2 separate regions of the Mus musculus genome follow, and region 1 is linked to region 2. The links are chromatin contacts, called in public Hi-C maps. All regions are on one chromosome and are shown on one strand. Each heading gives the region's core, a stretch centred on a gene start, on an enhancer-like site or on the middle of the called end of the contact. The rest is flanking DNA. Distances are from core to core; before and after follow the strand shown. Region 1 holds the start of Mrpl44 (mitochondrial ribosomal protein L44). Region 2 holds the start of Scg2 (secretogranin II).

The links. A called contact is a pair of places that touch in the nucleus more often than the background predicts.
Region 1: a contact with region 2 is called in a Hi-C map of the HPC-7 cell line, with 2.7 times the contacts expected there. The contact joins the promoter of Mrpl44 here to the promoter of Scg2 in region 2. A contact is called at or near these places in 7 of 39 promoter capture datasets (the HPC-7 cell line, embryonic stem cells, hippocampal neurons and 3 more) and 2 of 484 Hi-C or Micro-C datasets (the HPC-7 cell line and the N1E-115 cell line).

Annotation. Positions count from the first base shown.
Region 1 is chr1:79,774,728-79,777,427 of GRCm38.p6, reverse strand. Mrpl44 (mitochondrial ribosomal protein L44) reads right to left here and starts at 1,410. Exons shown (of 4, transcript NM_001081210.1): 1 at 1,117-1,410. The coding sequence starts at 1,295. It also overlaps a transcript of Wdfy1 not described here.
Region 2 is chr1:79,438,524-79,441,295 of GRCm38.p6, reverse strand. It overlaps Scg2 (secretogranin II), which reads left to right and starts at 1,270. Exons shown (of 2, transcript NM_009129.3): 1 at 1,270-1,340.

The DNA of each region.
Region 1 (2,700 bases), core at 161-2,660, 340 kb before region 2:
TCAGTCTTATGAGTGTGTCAAAATTTCATAACCACAGGCGAGGGTTGAGGCTGTTCTAATTCAGTGGTAGTGGTAATTGACACAATGGCCTGGTGTGTGCAGGTACACTGTACAGACACACAATTCCAAGAATTAAATGCCTTTTCCTAGAGAAAATTAAATGTCTTTTCCTAGAGAAAAATAATGCCACAATAAAATCCTTTAAAGTTAAAAGAGAGAAGAAAAATAGATCTAAGTTTAAAATCATAAATCTAAATTTGTTTTCTATAGTTTTTTCCAATTTTAACTCATTAATCTTAAAATACCCACCTGTCTATTGGGCAAGGGAATGTAAATTAAGACATGATTCTGAGTCTTGCTTATTAAACCACAATAATTGTGCAATAGAAGGTGTATTCTCACTGGTGTTAGTGTAAAGGGGATTAATATTCTCCTGGAGGGCAATATTAAAATAGTAATCAAAGTCTCAGCTCAGGAATAACTAGCTAACTAGAGACAGTTCCTGCTTCTTTGGTGTTCTAACAATCTAACGGAAGTCAAATGCCAAAGAAACTGTAAGAATGAAGTTGATCTTCGTGTACTTTTGCCCACTAAGACAGAGTATACAGAAAGTGCATGATGCAGGATCGTATATAAGCATGATGCACTTTAGAAAAATCTGTGGGGTTTTTGTTGAGGTTGTTGTTGTTGTTGGCTGTTTTGATTTGTCCGACAACCCCCCCCCCCGCCCCCAGGCAAGAAGATTAATTAGATAAAAAACCTAAACTTTTATCCTCACTCCAGGCAGTGGACATGAAATTCTGTTACACACAGAATTAAATGTTTCTACCCTGGTACGCAATATGGTAGAATTGATGACCCTATTCCTCTTTAAAATACCCAATTGGCCTGAGATTAGGAAGTGACAAAATTGGGTCAATCCCAATCCCAAGCAGTTACCCTCTGGTCGACCCCATTTGCTTATATTCAGCTAGTGAGATTCTGCAGGGGACAGCCCAGCCCCTGTCGCCCAGTTCCTCTGCCCCATGCTGCCTGCAGGAACGTGCCCACCGCAGTTGCCTGCAGCCTGGTGTCCTCGCCGCCACCTTAGCCTCTCCACCCTCCCGAGACGCCTACCGTCGCACTGGCGGCGGCGGGCAGCGTAGCAGGCGCCATCGCTCCAGCTCTTTCTGGAAGCGGAAGGCGGCACGGAATCCCTTCTTCACTCCCCGAACCGGAGGAGCCAGCGTGGGGACGGCCGGAGCCAATAGGCGGCGAGGGCCCTGCTGCAGCAACCGGAATACAGCAGAAGCCATGGCAAGAACAAGGCAATAGGAGGCGGAAGGAAGACAGCCGGAGCGGTGTAGCCCGAACGCGGTTCCCCGGAAACTGGTGCAGCAGCAGAGAGAGGCCTGAACGCTGGAGGACACCGAAGAGGGAGCATGGCTAGTGTACTGCGCGTGCGCAAGTGCTTCTTTCTGCCCATTCTGTAAGTATGGGTGCAGAAATTGTTGAGAAACAGTTGCTTGACCCTATCAGTCTCGCTTGTGTTTATTTCTCATTAAAGCAGAACAAAAACTAGTTTTTAAAGTTCTAAATAAAACACTTAAATTTTCACAAGAAAAACATTTCTTGTTTACATTCAGTCTTAAAAGTTGCAGACCATCATTCCAGCCACTACTGAGGAAATGTTTTCAAAGTTTAAGGCTTCACCCAACCGTTTCCAAAAAGTCTCGCTTACAAAAGCACGTTCAGAAGTGTGTTTAACTTAACCAAAATTAAAGTTTGTATTTTAAAACAACTACTTTCCTCCCACCCTACCCCCCTCCCACAGGGGAAGACTCGGGACCAGGAGGGGTACATAAAAATATTAACAGTGAAATTACAAGTTTTTTTTTTAAAAATCTGTATCAACGTTTGAAGCTTTCCTAACAAAATATGAGTAAAAGACCTGAAGTCAGAAATGGAAGTGTCTCTGCTTCTTTTCCCATAGTTTTTATGGTGAACATCTTTTCCTTGAGAGGCACCTGTATGGTTCTTATACAAGGGAAACAATTCCCCTGCACTCACCCAGTTAGACTCCAGGGTCTTTGTGCCTGCTTTCACAAACAGCTTGTTCATTTTTTTTCTCTTTTTTTATTATTATTATGTATTTTCTTCAATTACATTTACAATGCTATCCCAAAAGTCCCCCCACTCCCTCCCCCCCCCCACTCCCCTACCCACCCATTCCCATTTTTTGGCCCTGGCGTTCCCCTGTACTGGGGCATATAACGTTTGCCTGACCAATGGGCCTCGCTTTCCAGTGATGGCCGACTAGGTCATCTTTTGATGCATATGCAGCTAGAGTCAAGAGCTCTGGGGTACTGGTTAGTTCATAATGTTGTTCCTCTGATAGGGTTGCAGATCTCTTTAGCTCCTTGGATACTTTCTCTAGCTCCTCCATTGGAGGCCCTGTGATCCATCCAATAGCTGACTGTGAGCATCCACTTCTGTGTTTGCTAGGCCCCGGCCTAGTCTCACAAGGGACAGCTATATCAGGGTCCTTTCAGTAAACGCTTGCTAGTGTATGCAATGGTGTCATCGTTTGGAGGCTAATTATGGGATGGATCCCTGGATATGGCAGTCTCTAGATGGTCCATCCTTTTGTCTCAGCTCCAAACTTTGTCTCTGTAACTCCTTCCATGGGTGATTGTTTCCAATTCTAAGAAGGCGCAAAGT
Region 2 (2,772 bases), core at 21-2,520:
TTCATCCCCATTGATTAAAGCCTTCTTAAAGCCAGAAAACTATATTCATTTTTTTCTTTTCCCAGTAGTTCACAAACTATCTGGCACCTCATAAGCATCATAACTCAGTTGGTGGGTAGATAAAATTGGAATGTGATTGTTCAGTCAGCAGAGACTTTTAGAGGACCTCATACAACAAGATTCTCTCAGTTCTCAGAAATATATTTCAGTATATACAGGGTTAGAGGACTCACATCTTTAATAAAATAAAGTTAAAAATTTAGACCTGTATAAATTATTAAGGTACCTAATCAAGTTCCACGGCAAAGTACAGCCATGGTTATGAATTATAAATCCAAGAAGCGGTGGGTTAACTCTGACATTGTTCCTTGGATGGTTCTCATTCATTGAAGTTAGTCACCTCAACTTACTCAACCAAAACCTAGAAGTATTTCTGTGGTACTATGTTCTCTTGATGCCAAGAGGGCTCTAGGCATATGAAAATCTCTCAATCTCTCTCCCTCTCTCTCCCCCTTCCACCCCCACTCTCTCTCTTCTAGCAGTAATCCCTCCCTTCCTGGTAGGCAGTATGTTTTTTGGAGCACAGTTTCTTAGCTATCTCTTGCAACACCTGATTTTGCTGAAGATTTGAATGGCCTCATATAGAAGTATCAACAACTTGAGCGTCTGTGAACTCTCATTTTGAACACTGTGCTGAAAGAATTGGAGTTGATTCTCATTAAAAAAAAAATTAAGCATCTCACCTTTTTTGCTCAAACTAAACAGTTTTAAAACAGTTCTGCCTGGAGTCATGATATGAAATACGATCTATCATATTTGCAATGTTCTGTTCAATTGTGGCTGCACCAGGAAATGAGAACGTATTTCTTTATAGGCACAAATAAAAAGATAGTCATTATCTGTAAAATTCTTATGACATGGCAGCAAGCCCAAGAAACCTTTCTAAACAAGGCGTGAAAACGCAGAGATGTCCTTGCAATTAGTCATGTCTATCTGACAGATTTCTTCCTTTCTAAGGGAATTTGTGCTGAACATTTTATTTCGAGCCTCAGAGATAAAAGAAGGGGGAAGAAGCTGTAGTTTTTGCTACATAAGACAGGTGGCGTAAGCATGCAACGCTTTAAAAAAATATCTAAAGTGATTGTTTTCTCTCGGATTCTTTGAAAAAGCTCGCCTGCGCTGGGGTTTGAGGCTGAGCCGGTGACGTCAGCGTGGAATGCGGAGTCAGGCGCCCAGGCTCTCTATAAGCCGAGGAGCTGTCCGGTGCTGAAACGGCCCGAGCCCTCACTCAGCGGCAGAGAGGAGCATGCTTGGAGCCTTCCACATAATATAAGACAGAGGTAAGACTGCTTTCTCTTCTATTTACTGGAAAGTTCTCATTTGAGTGTCCCTCCCTGTTTTCCCAGATGAGAGGAAAAAGACCGTTGGCAAGCTTATATTGATAGAATAACCGGACAACCTGCTGCTTTTTAGGCAAGGATACTCTATACGTGTGTGCCGAAATGAGGGGCTCTGTGATTTACAGGACTTGTCAGAGAATATGCATTAACTATAATGTTACTGAGTAAAACTGTATGCAAGGAGAGCAGAAAAGTTGAGAATTTTAACGTCAACATGCCGATTAATGTAAAGTTAACCAAACCTTATGTTTTGATTCTTTCTCTAATGTGTTCTTTTTCTCCCAAGAGTCAGATATAGAACCAAAAATATAATTTTATATGCTTAATAATCTTAACAGACAGTTTAAAAGGATTCAAATGTCATCAATCATATGAGTCACAGAGGCAAAAAATTTAGATTTGTTTTCTTTCTTTGATATTCACCTTAAGGGAACTCTGAATTAATTATTAATTATTTTATGAACTGGTATATTCCAGAAGGGCTTATGTTATTATGTGCTAATTTTAGTCTTGAGAAAGCAGCTTAGAATAATTTTGAACATTGACATTTTCCCCTTTTCAAAGATGAACTATCACTTTGTGGGAAAGGTTCATGTTACTAGGAATCACAGAGAAATGATAACTTTGAATCCAGGGAAGAAAATATATAGATCGGTATGGACTGTGATTGTAATTTTTATGCGTTGGTTGGAAAAGCTGATATGTTACTTGCTGAAGAGGTTGATTGAAGCAAATTTATTTTTGTTTATCCTAACTAGGTGGGTTGTTTGAATCAGATTTACTCACATGTGTTGATGGTTCAGTGTCAATGTTCCAGCTGATTTCATAGGAAAGATGTTTTTTACTGTAAGGGGCATCAATAATAGCTGTCTGAGGAGACACAATGTTCCTACCATTTAGACTTCAGAAAATTAAATTTTAAATCAAACACTGTGTAAGGTGTTAGAACTATTAAAGCCATCTTCACTGCTTGCAAGAGCAGCTCCTAGAGAAATGAAGTCCTTTGAGTGTTAGAAGCAATAACGGTGTCATCTAAAGTAAACCAGAGTCAGCGACGAGTCGGCCATGCATGTTAGGCTGTGGTTCAAACTGCAATGTGCATTCTTTCTCTAATTCTACAGAAAAACCTCCCTTCAAAGTAGTGGGTTCTCAGATAATCACGTAATCCATATGCTAAGATGTGTTAAGAGTATGTCAAGATAATGATCTTAAAGCAAATGCACTCAATATGGCTTTCAAGATAACATTTAACATGACAGTAGTGAAAGCTGATTGCCAAAGCTAAATCAATCCTGAAGTAATATGAAATATATTATATACATATAGAACCCTTTTTATTTAAACTTCATTATATCACTCACAAGTTTATGGG